3 separate regions of the Sus scrofa genome follow, and regions 1 and 3 are each linked to region 2. A link is a contact called in public Hi-C and promoter capture Hi-C data. All regions are on one chromosome and are shown on one strand. Each heading gives the region's core, a stretch centred on a gene start, on an enhancer-like site or on the middle of the called end of the contact. The rest is flanking DNA. Distances are from core to core; before and after follow the strand shown. Region 1 holds the start of DAD1 (defender against cell death 1). Region 2 holds the start of MRPL52 (mitochondrial ribosomal protein L52). Region 3 holds the start of AJUBA (LIM domain-containing protein ajuba).

Region 1 (3,692 bases), core at 964-3,463, 240 kb after region 2:
GCAGGTCTCAGAAAAGGATGCATTCAGTAAGTGAATTTGGTGTTTTTCAGTTCTTTTTCTTTCCCCCTTTGGGAGTTCCTGTGAAGATGCTAATGATGCTAGTTGACATGGATCAAAGGCAGACAAAACAGAAGGGAGAGACTACTGGAAGAAGCCTAGCTAACAGAATAGAACCCCCCTGAGGAATGCACTCCTAAATAATTAAAAAGCATCAGCCTAGCCTTTAAAGTGTGAAGTTGAATACCAGTGAGAAAGCTACCCTCCTATTCACTGATGAGGCAGGGAGAAAAGTTCAACTTGTCAGAGAAAATGACACTTGCTTTATGATATAGAAATAGGAACCAGCCTGGTTATCCATTCCTCTTTTTTTCCCCCTCAGCAACATAAGAGGGTTTAGACTGAACTTAAGTTCAGATAACAGTACAAATCTCAATGGGTGTGACTAGGAATATATCTTTTCAGATGGATTGTAAATCTTTCTGAGGACATGGATTATATCTCTTTTTTCTAGAATTAAGCAAGGTTTTGCTCATGACTAAGAGCCAGCACACGATTTGGTTCCAGTTTACTTTTTTTTTTTTTTTAAGGGCCACACTCACGATATATGGAGATTCCTAGGCCAGGGGTTGAATTGGAGCTACAGCTGCTGGCCTACACCACAGCCATAGCAACGCCAGATCCGAGCCACATCTGCAACCTACACCACAGCTCATGGCAACGCCGGATCGTTAACCCACTGAATAAGGCCAGGGATCGAACCTACATCCTCATGGATGCTAGTCAGATTCGTTAACCACTGAGCCACCACGGGAACTCCTGGTTCCAGTGTGAACACAAACAACAAATGAAAACTAAGGAAGGTTTACTTGCTGTTTTAGGAATTTTGCTTGAGTGGCTAGGATAGTTTAAAGTTACTAATAAGTTGAAAAAGTACCTGGTTATATGCTACTTGCAGCTGAAAGTGCGATGAGCTAGGTCTGTTAGATCAGATTCACCTAAAATAAAAGGGCAGCAGGAGTTCTCTTGTGGCACAGTGGGTTAAGGATCTGGCATTGTCACTGCAGTGGCTTGGGTTGCTGCTGTGACCTGGTTTGATCCCTGGCCAGGGTAATTTCCACAAGCCTCTGGCATGGGAAAAAAACAAAACAAAACAAAAAACGCGGCAAAAGCCAGAAACTAAGGTGGACCTTATTTTTCAAAAAGGTTAAAACACTAAATACAAGTAACTAATTCCACTTGTTAAAATACAAAACCTTAAACCTTCATTTTCTTCTGCAAAATAAATCGGAAGGGGTAGAGTTTGAACCAGGCACCAGGCAATGCTCTTTCAGGCCTTTCAGCACTGACATTCTGGGATAGTTCAACAACAGGTTCAAGATGCTAGGTTGGGAGTAGCACGCTGCTAAACTTGATCGTATACTCTATGCAATTTAATCGACTTTCTCACCCCACGCCCACCCCCAGCTCTTTTAAGACTATCAGATTCACCGAAGAATACCTACAATTGACTAACTACAATTCAAAAAATGTGGAGGAGCCCAATAAATGTCTGCTGAATGAATACCTGAGGTTTGATTCTATCGCTCTTATTAATAAGCGTCCCCAAGTCTAGATCCTAAAGCCAGTTCAGGACCGGGTAAAGTCGAGCTCCCCCACTCCGCCCCACACCTCCCACCCCCAATAACCACGTCTAAACTGGTGCCCGCTCAGACACTGATCGGGTGGTTCCAACTTTGGGGCAACCTGACTTGCTCCAATGATCTGGGACGGATCGCAGTTAGCGCCCTTAACAGAATTAGGACCGAACAAGTACTGAACCCGGAGAGCGCCAGACATTGCCCTATAGCAGATCTAAATAGTATATGTTTGAGAACGTGAGTGAACCAAAGAGACTCCAAACCTCGGAGTAGCTTCGCTATTGGCTGTAAAGCCTCTCCCGGTCTTCCTCCCGCACTATCTTGTTGCTAGAGCAACTGTGGGCGTCACCAACCTGACGGCGGAAATGGAACAAAAAGAGTACACGTCTCCAGCACAGGGAAAGATCCGTTGCGCAGGCGCACTAGCTTTCTCTGGCTGTAGTTCTCATTTTGAGGATGTATTCTGCGTCTGCGCATTGGTTGTTTCGCGCCTTGGTCGGTCTATACGCCTGCGCAAATCGGGGAGGACGGAGCTGGGCTGTACCGCTGCGCATGCGCTAAGACTACATCCGGTGTGGTCGTCTGGTACTCTAGGAGCTTGGGGTACGCCGGCCGAAGTACCAAGTTTATAGTCATGTCGGCGTCGGTGTTGTCGGTAATCTCCCGGTTCTTAGAAGAGTACTTGAGCTCCACTCCTCAGCGTCTGAAATTGTTGGATGCATATCTCTTGTATATACTGCTGACCGGGGCGCTGCAATTCGGTTACTGTCTCCTCGTGGGGACCTTCCCCTTCAACTCTTTCCTCTCCGGCTTTATCTCTTGCGTGGGGAGCTTCATTCTAGCGGGTAATGATTCAGTAATAATCTCCATAATAATGTGTTTCTTTGGTGCGCTGCTTTTATTCCCACAGTGCTCGTCTCTTTGTATCAGAACACTGCCTTGTCAAGTTATGAGAGGAGCCTGCATTGCTCTCTCTTTGTGAATGGGGAAATGGAGGGTCAGACAGGTGGCGTGCCTGTTACTGGAGAATCACCAAGGAGCTGGAATTAAATATAGAAACCACTTTCATGCTGCTGTGCAACCTGGTGATCCTCTTCACTTTGTATATATAGTCCAGGGAAAACTTCTTCCCAATTTCCACCTAGCTTTAACACAACTTTGAAGTTGGTAGACTTTTTTTTTTTATTTTTAAACTTACTATAGTTGACTTACAATGTTTTATTAATTTCTGCTGTACAGTAAAGTGATCCAGTTATACATATGTATGTGTATATGTATATATATATATATATATTCTTTTTTACGTTATCCTCCATCGTGTTCCATCACTGATGATTAGATATAGTTCCCTATGCTATACAGCAGAATCTCATTGCTTATCCACTCTAGGGTTAGGTGCTATAGTTTGCATCTACTAACCCCATACTCCCAGCCCATCCCACTCCCTCCCCTTCTCCCTGTTCTCCATGTCCATGGGTTTGTTTCTTTTCTGTAGATAGATTCATTTGTGCCATTATTCCAGATATAAGCGATATATGGTATTTGTCTTTCTTTCCTTTTTTTTTTTTTTTTTTTTTTTTGCTTTTTAGGGCCACACCCACAGCATATGGAATTTCCTAGGCTGAGAGTCGAATTGGAGTTACAGCTGCTGGCCTACACCACAGCAACGCTAGATCCAAGCTGTGTCTGTGACCTACACCACAGCTTGTGGCAACACTGGGTCCTTAATCCACTGAGCAAGGCCAGGGATCAAAGGTGAGTCCTCATGGATGCTAGTTGGATTTGTTAATGTGAGCCATAATGGACACTCCATTTTTTTTTGTTTGTTTTCTCTTTCTGACTTACTTCACTTAGTATGAGAGTCTTTGGTTCCATGCATGTTGCTGCGAATGACATTTAATTTGTTCTTTTTTTTGGCTGAGTAGTATTCCACTGTATATATACACCATGTCTTTTTTTTTTTTTTAAGGCCACCCTCAAAGCTTTGGAGATTCCCAGGCTAGGGGTCCAATTGGGGCTACAGCTTCCGGCTTACATCACAGCCACAGCAACGTG
Region 2 (3,894 bases), core at 296-2,795:
GTGCTTTACGTTGGTTATTTCATTTTATCCTTACAAGAACCATCTGAGATAGGTATTCTTGTTTAACAAATGTAGAAACTGAGATACAAGTAAGTAATTTGTGTAAGACCACAAAGTTAACAAGTAGAGAAGCCTGGATTAAGAATCAGTTTCAGGCTTTCCAATATTCCATACTACTTCAGAGAGATCCTAGGCTTCCTGCAGTAAACACCAGGTAGAGGAATTCTTACTATGGCACAGTGGGATAGGCAGCATCTCTGTGGCACCAGGACACAGGTTCAGTCCCTGGCCCAGGTTAAAGGATCTGTGGTGTGGATCTGATCCCTGGCCTGGGAACTCCATATGCCATGGGGCAGCCAAAAAAAGAGAAAAAAAAAAAAAGTAGGAAAACAATCTTCACCATCCTCCTCTGTCACAAAGTATTTGATTGAGCAGGTTTTATACTCCTACAGAATCCAATACTCAAGTCTCTGTGCTGCTGAAGGGGGCCTGGCCTTTGCCCAGTTCTACTCCTGTCTTTGCTACTACCTAGCTGTGTGCTCCCTAGCAATACTTCTGTAGGCATCAATTTTCCCACCTGTGAACTGGAGTCCCAAGAGAGTGGAGAGAGGCTTCAACTTTTGTAAGGGCTTTCCTTTCTAGGATTCTTTTTTCTTTTTTTTTTTTAACGTAAAGGGAGAAACTTTTCCTAAGGGAGCTCACCATCCTCTGTGCTCGCCCTTTTGCACTTCTCTCTGAGATGCTCATTTAGGCAGCCTTTCAAAGAGCTCTCCTTGAGCTTGGTAACAAATTCTCAACAATGTATTCACCACACAGAAGAGCGGTTCTTGGTAACTTAGAAAAAACCATATTCCTCTTTGACCAGCGTAAAGTCTTGTCACTCCCCCAGGACGTCCCAAATCAGAATTATCTTCTGCTTATCCCCCAAAGCCAAGAAGATCCTGTCTAGTTTTACTTTCCATAGACGGTAGTTTAATTTCCAAAACAAACGACAGGGTTTCTCCCCCCCCGCACCCCGTCCCCACTGCAAAGATAAAGTTCAATACATTTAACGACACCCCAATAAAAGTTAAAGGAAAAAAAAAACTCAATACGTGGTCGGCTCAGACACACCCCCACCGTGACACCTCCCCCAACTCCGTCCAGAGGCGTTTCCTCTGAAGTAGAATTAGCCTGATTAGTGCTCACCCGCGTAAGACCAGTCTGGGAGCTCCGTAAGAGGTCCGTAGCCAGAGGGGTTGGCAGCAAAGCCCTGCCTGGGTGGAGAAAAACAGCCCGGTGAGGACTAAGTTCAGCTTCTGGTCCACCCCAGAGCCCCCCAGACCGGCACTCACTGGAGTCGCCACTGGCTGCCCGCCTGAGCCGCCGTTCCGCAGTGCAGCCTCCGGACACCTGCTGGGAACAGAGGACAGAGTTGGAAGAGCGACTGTGCGGCCAACTCAGGGGTCCCGTCCCATCCCTGCAAGCTCCCGAGCCACCTACCCTATACACACTTACTAGATAGCAATATACCCCAAGCAGCCATGCTGAGGCGCAGAGCCGGAAATGGGCGTGGCCTCGATGGCCACGCGGGACGCTGCGGGGGAAGCCGGAAGTAGCCATCTTGAATCTGGTTTTCAATCACGGGCCCCGCCATCTTGGCTCGCCGTACGGAATAGAGGGATAAAGCTGCCTCCCCGGTTTTTTAGGCGTCGTGTGAATCCTCAGTGGTGGCTACAACTTTGGTGGAAGTCGCGTCCTTCCAGACTGAGCCGTTCTGAACTGTCCTTTGGAAACGCCCTTCGTCGCCCCTGGGGATCTCTAGTCCTTTGAAATTTATTCTCATTTCTCAGTTGAGTGACATTCACGTGACCTCATTCTGTCTTCTAGCATCACTGTAACATTTTCCCCAGCCTAAGACTCAAATCTAGGTTTCAGTTCTCACTTATTTATGAAACAATATTGAAGAGTTTATGTGTGACAAGCACTGTATTCCTTCCGTGCAGGAGAGTCTATGGAGAGCAAAGCAGAAGTCGCTATTAGGATAGAGCTCCTAGTCTAGAGAGAGATGACAATTATCAATTACACACATTGCTGTAGTATTACAGCTGAGATGAGTGCTGGGAAGGGAAGTAGGAGTTGTTTGTGAGTATATGATGAGAACTTGATCCAGAGTAGGCAGTCAAGGTTTTCTTGAGGAAGAGCTAAGATCCCATTTCGTTTTTTTAAGAGCTTCCACCACCATTGTCTAATATAAGCCTGTAAAAACCTTGTGAGGTAGGTAGTAAGTGGCCAACCCAGATCCGTGGCTTCCTCTCTCCTTTTAAACAAAAAAAGAATCACTCACAGACATACTTCATTTTACTGTGCTTTGCAGGTAATGCATTTTGTACAAATTGAAGGTTTGTAGCAGCCTTGCATAGAGCAAGTCTATCCATGCCAGATTTTCCAACAGCTCACTTCCTGTCTCTGTGTTACATTTTGGTAATTCTTGAGTATTTTCAGCTTTGGCATTATAATATTTGTTATGGTGTCTGTGATCAGTGATCTTTGACATTACTGTTGTAATTGTTTTGGCCTTTTTTAGCAATGAAGTATTTTTAAGGTATATCCTTTTTTTTAGACATAATGCTATTGCACCCTTAATAGACTACAGTATAGTGTGAATATAATTTTTACATATACTAGGAAAGTAAAAAATTCGTGGGACACACTTTATCTTGGTATTTGCTTTACCGTGCTGGTCTGGAACAGAACATGAATTATCTCTGAGGTATGCCTGTACTTGCTTTTGGGAAGTCCTTTATCTTTAATTTCTTCATTGAAAAAAAGCTTATTATACCACATTTATGAAAACATTTTAATAATGATAAGGTAAGTGAAAGTGCTTTATAAATGGTGGAACTCCTACAAAAGTGGCCGTTACTGTAGGACTAGACTAGACACTGCTGACTGGGCAAACTTGAAGGAGTGGTGTAATGGCCTATCTGGAAGTTTATCATTTCCTCCTGTAAGACTGGGAGGTTTTTCCACAGGAGGTGGCTCTCAACTGTGCTTTGAAAGAGGGGAAGGGTGGATCCTGGTTTAAGAAGTAAAAGCAGCTGTTTTGATAACAATAAGAATGGCAATAGAGGAGGGCTGACCTAGAAAAGATGGGAATAAAAGAACTTGGCTATATGCCAATGGATGGTCCCAAAAAACTAAGCAAGAGAAGTAAGACAATAGAATACAAATACCATTTTACATTTGTAGCTTTAATTTTCAGTTATCAAAACACTTCTATATAAATTTTCATAAACCTGTAAAGTGGATAAGATAGTCTAGGAAGCAGTCACCTTACAGATTGCTTGCAATTTTCAGAGATCAGGAAATTGAATCAAAATGTGGCTGTAGATTTATTGTGTTACAGTTGCAATAATGACTGAGTAACAGCTTTCCCAAGCCAGGCTCCATGTGGCTTTGGCTGGTTCTGAGATGGACAGCTGAAGCAGACAGTGCTGCAATCCCATTACATAATTTACAGTTGGAGAATAAAGCAGGAGAAGCCAAGGGCTGGGAAAAAAAAAACAAAACCTCAGTGTCAACATTCAAGATCGACAGGAAGATGACAGGCTGGCACTACCACCAATACTATGTAAAGGAGTTGAACCAGCAACACTTCTATCTTCTAGTAGTTCACACACACTGTGGGTGCAAAATCATAAAAAAGGCCACATGCTTTAAGGTGAACTAATAATGTGGACAATAGGAACTCCACATGCAGAAGTGAACATATGCACCAATTTAATAGCTGTGGGAGTCAAGGAACCAGAGCTGAGGACTTTGGGGCAGAAAGGGAAGCTTGATCTGGAAAACTGGGAAATCTGGGAGGCGAAAGGTCTTTGGAAGGAAATCAAGTTCAGCCTTTGACGTGGT
Region 3 (3,863 bases), core at 126-2,625, 130 kb before region 2:
AAGAGTAAACTCTCCTCTGGATCAGAGAGATGCTGTAGCCCTGACCAGGGAAAGAGGCTGATTCTCAGGAGAGATGAGGGCAGGGAGACAATGCAGCTAGGGCAGAGAAGCCAAACAGTTTGTGCCAAATTAATTTCCCCAAAGATATTAACCTCCTTTCCTTCCCCTTTCCCTAAGGCCACACTAAGATTGTAAAAGGTGTTCAGAATGTTGAAGTGAAAATAATATGCATGATTTGTTTGCATATAATTTTCATACTAATTTACTATCCAAATGCAAAGGAGTTATTTTCCCTCTCCATTTTCCCCCACACCCTACCCCATGCCCCTGATGTGCTGGTCTGGGCAAAATCCATTGGCTGATATTTAATCAGGTATGTTCAGCTTCAGCCAGGGCTTCCTCTTTTCCTTATTCTTGAGCCTCCTAGTATGGCCAGGATTGGCCTCTTTTGCTTTTCCACCTTGATCATTTTCACTTGCTATCTCTTCTAAAGAACATATTTTTTCTTCCGCTTAAGTTGATACTTACTCTTTATCACCAATCTCCTGTGGGCCAACCAAGGGCGAGGCCTTTGCTACCCCTAAAAACCAGGCCTTCTATCCCCAGTCACCAGAAATAGTTGCTAAAAATCTCATTTCCCAACACCAGGGGGTGTCTATCGATCCCTCTATCAGCCCTACCCTGAAGGTAGAGATTAGTCCCAAGCCTTTTTCTCTCTCCTTTCACACACACACTCTAAAACTCCCTCCCTCCAACTGCAGAGTTTTGGATTCAGAAAGTTGTCTTTGCATTGCAGCTTATCTGTTTGTCTCTCATTCTCTCTGGATTCGCACAAATTTGTCTTTTTCTTGGCCTATTCAGCCTTCGGTCTCTGCAACACCCGCGATCGATCCCCTTTGGTCTGCTCTCTTTCTTTCCATACCTGTCTTCCACAACCTCTCTATAAGGGCTTCCTCGCTCTGAACCTCTCTGTGTATCTACATTTCTTTTCTCTCCCTGTCTCACTATTTCTGTATCAGTCCCTCCTCATCTCTCCAGCAGTCCTCATACTAGGAACAAAGTCACGGTGTTTGCGCAGAACAAGCCTCGCGTCGCCGGGTCCCGGGCCGCGACATTCCACGGTGCCCCTCCGCGCATTCCAACTACAAACAAAGAGTTCCCCTCCCCTCCCCCACTTTTTCCTGTCCCAATTCTTGAGTGGTGTAGTAGCTATTGCCCAAACTGCCCCTCGCCCTTTTTTAGCCGTCAGTCGGCGGATCTCCAGTTCCAGGACAGTTGGCACCAGCACCCGCTCTCCCCTCCTCCGGCGCACCAGATTCCTGCGCCGACACCCCTGTTTCTTTCGCACTCAGCGCCCCGCCCCTCCAGGAAAGTAGATCCGGCCAGGCAGACAAAAGTTTGGGAGAGAAGTTGGGTCCGTGCTGAGTGTGAGAGCGAGGGGGGCGGGGGCCGGGGAGAGTGGGGCTGCCGGGTGAGTCGGCTCGTGAACAGATAGACCTGCGGAAGGCACAGCCACGGCCGTCGGCCCTTCTAGCCTTGCTTAACCCCTGATGCGCGGGGGGACGCAACCCCTGTCGCTGGGGGATGCTGCGGGATTCTTGGCGCGGGGCATCCAGGCCACCCGCTAAATCCCGGTGCCTATCCTGTGCCCCCGGGGAACCCGAGTCCAGCCGCAGGGAGAGAGAAGCGGCCACCGAGACGCTGCAGGGTGCCGGGCGGGGAGGGGGCTGGAGTCCCCAGGCCCGAGGGCATGGAGCGATTAGGGGAGAAAGCCAGTCGCCTGCTAGAGAAGTTAAGACTCTCGGACTCCGGCAGCGCCAAGTTCGGCCGCAGAAAGGGTGAATCTAGCCGGTCTGGGTCTGATGGGACCCCCGGGCCGGGAAAGGGGCGTCAGAGCGGATTAGGGGGACCTAGGAAATCAGGGCCCCGTGGAGCTACTGGGGGACTTGGGGATGAGCCGTTGGAGCCAGCCCGGGAGCAAGGCCCCCTGGATGCTGAGCGGAACCCCCGCGGCTCCTTTGAGGCGCAGCGCTACGAAGCCTCCTTTCCCGGGGTGCCACCTCCCACCCGGGCCTTGCCTCTACCTCAGTCATTGCCCCCTGACTTTCGGCTGGAGACCACGGCCCCAGCCCTAAGCCCCCGCTCCAGTTTTGCCAGTAGCTCAGCCAGCGACGCGAGCAAGCCGTCCAGCCCCCGGGGCAGTCTGCTGCTGGACGGGGCGGGGGCTGGTGGAGCCGGAGGTAGCCGACCCTGCAGCAATCGTACCAGCGGCATCAGCATGGGCTATGACCAGCGCCACGGCAGTCCTCTGCCTGCCGGGCCTTGCCTGTTTGGCCCACCCCTGGCTGGGGTTCCGGCAGGCTATTCCTCCGGAGGGGTGCCGTCCGCCTACCCCGAGCTCCACGCTGCCCTGGACCGACTGTGCGCTCATCGGCCGGCCGGATTCGGCTGCCAGGAAAGCCGCCACTCATATCCCCCGGCCCTGGGCAGCCCGGGAGCTCTTGCCGGAGCTGGAGTAGGAGCGGCTGGGCCCTTGGAGAGACGAGGGGCGCAACCCGGACGACACTCGGTGACTGGCTACGGGGACTGCGCCGCTGGCGCCCGATACCAGGATGAGCTAACAGCGTTGCTGCGCCTGACAGGGGGCACAGGTGGGCGAGAAGCCGGCGCCCGCGGGGAACCCTCGGGAATTGAGCCGTCGGGTCTTGAGGAGCCGCCGGGTGCGTTCGTTCAGGAGGCTGCCCGGACCCGGATACGGGAGCCGGAGTCCAGAGAAGACTACTTTGGTGAGTGAGAGAAGTGGTGAGGGACGGGGAGGGACCCGTCACCGCATTTGGTTCCCCTCTGCCCCGACGGCCAAAACTGCCTGCGCCAGGAGGTCGGAGGCAGAGACTCAGGGCTAGGAAAGAGGCAAGAGAAGAATTCCCTTCCCACTGGGTTTCAGATGGACCACAGGCACCCTATTCCTGCTAAATTCACCCCCTCCCTGTGTGATCTCCAGTTCCTCAAGCTTTAGAGCCTGGGTTTTTCTCGGTAGGAGGCCTCGTAGGGAGGGGACCAAGTGGGGCCGTGAGAGCATCCCCCATCTTGCTACCCCCTCGGCGGTGGTGCCCCTGCAGGCTCCTGCGCGCCGCGCCCCCACCCGGGCCCAGGCTCCGCCCGCAGGAATTCGGGGAATGCGCGGGTGGGGGGCGGGGCGGGCGGGCAGCGTGCGTGCCGGCTCCTGCCCGGGCGCTCCAGGTGCCCGCGGGCGGGGCCGGTCGCGCGGCGCAGGGCGGAGGTGAGGTGCAGGGGGTGGGGGAGCTGCCTCCTAACACGCGCGGAGCTGTGGCTGCCGCGGTCGGGGATATGGAGCCCGAGGAAAGAATGAAAGCCCTGGGACGAAAAGCAGGGACCCTACTGCTGACCGGCCCCGGACCTGCTGGACCTGCTGGCCGGGTGCCTGCGTGGGCATTTAAGAGCTGGTGGCTTCAGATTCTATTTTCCCCATCCTCCGGAAGTCAGGGCAGAAGTCTTGGCCACCCGGACAGCATCACCCGTGGATGGTTGACGAATGTGTAAAATTGCCAGAAATAACCTGGCCTTCGCATCTGGCCATAACCCGCTCAGAATTCAGGCACGAAGTAGCCCCTTACTTCCTGCTGCTAAAGAAACTTGACCGCTACCTTTCGCCCCCACGCAGTTACCTTCCAGAAGTATTAATTGATCATATGTCTCAGCTATGGAGGGAGGCTGGAGGCAGTGGGATCTTGAACCATCTTTCAGCCAAGACCCACAAGTACCACATCACTATATTAAAACAACCAGCTAATCTGATTGTGACAGGAAGTACAGGAAGTAGAGGCCTCACCCCCAGGGCAGTG

Evidence for each region. Promoter capture Hi-C pulls out the DNA fragments that hold promoters and counts their contacts. A called contact is a pair of places that touch in the nucleus more often than the background predicts.
Region 1: a contact with region 2 is called in a promoter capture Hi-C map of liver, with 7 times the contacts expected there. The contact joins the promoter of DAD1 here to the promoter of MRPL52 in region 2. A contact is called at or near these places in 3 of 5 promoter capture datasets (fetal liver, fetal skeletal muscle and liver), 7 of 47 Hi-C or Micro-C datasets (embryonic fibroblasts, heart right ventricle, liver and 2 more) and 2 of 2 datasets of contacts at active chromatin or transcription factors (alveolar macrophages and skeletal muscle).
Region 3: a contact with region 2 is called in a Hi-C map of embryonic fibroblasts, with 2.0 times the contacts expected there. The contact joins the promoter of AJUBA here to the promoter of MRPL52 in region 2. A contact is called at or near these places in 1 of 5 promoter capture datasets (liver), 4 of 47 Hi-C or Micro-C datasets (embryonic fibroblasts, epiblast stem cells, liver and 1 more) and 1 of 2 datasets of contacts at active chromatin or transcription factors (alveolar macrophages).

What each region holds. Positions count from the first base shown.
Region 1 is chr7:76,429,827-76,433,518 of Sscrofa11.1, forward strand. It overlaps DAD1 (defender against cell death 1), which reads left to right and starts at 2,214. Exons shown (of 3, transcript NM_213944.1): 1 at 2,214-2,482. The coding sequence starts at 2,272. It overlaps ABHD4 (protein ABHD4), which reads right to left and starts at 2,010. Exons shown (of 7, transcript XM_021099270.1): 1 at 1,901-2,010.
Region 2 is chr7:76,190,067-76,193,960 of Sscrofa11.1, forward strand. MRPL52 (mitochondrial ribosomal protein L52) reads right to left here and starts at 1,546. Exons shown (of 5, transcript NM_001185151.1): 1 at 1,498-1,546; 2 at 1,335-1,395; 3 at 1,189-1,256. The coding sequence starts at 1,525.
Region 3 is chr7:76,061,634-76,065,496 of Sscrofa11.1, forward strand. It overlaps AJUBA (LIM domain-containing protein ajuba), which reads left to right and starts at 1,376. Exons shown (of 8, transcript XM_021099246.1): 1 at 1,376-2,786. The coding sequence starts at 1,751. C7H14orf93 reads left to right here. Exons shown (of 7, transcript XM_021099247.1): 7 at 1-244.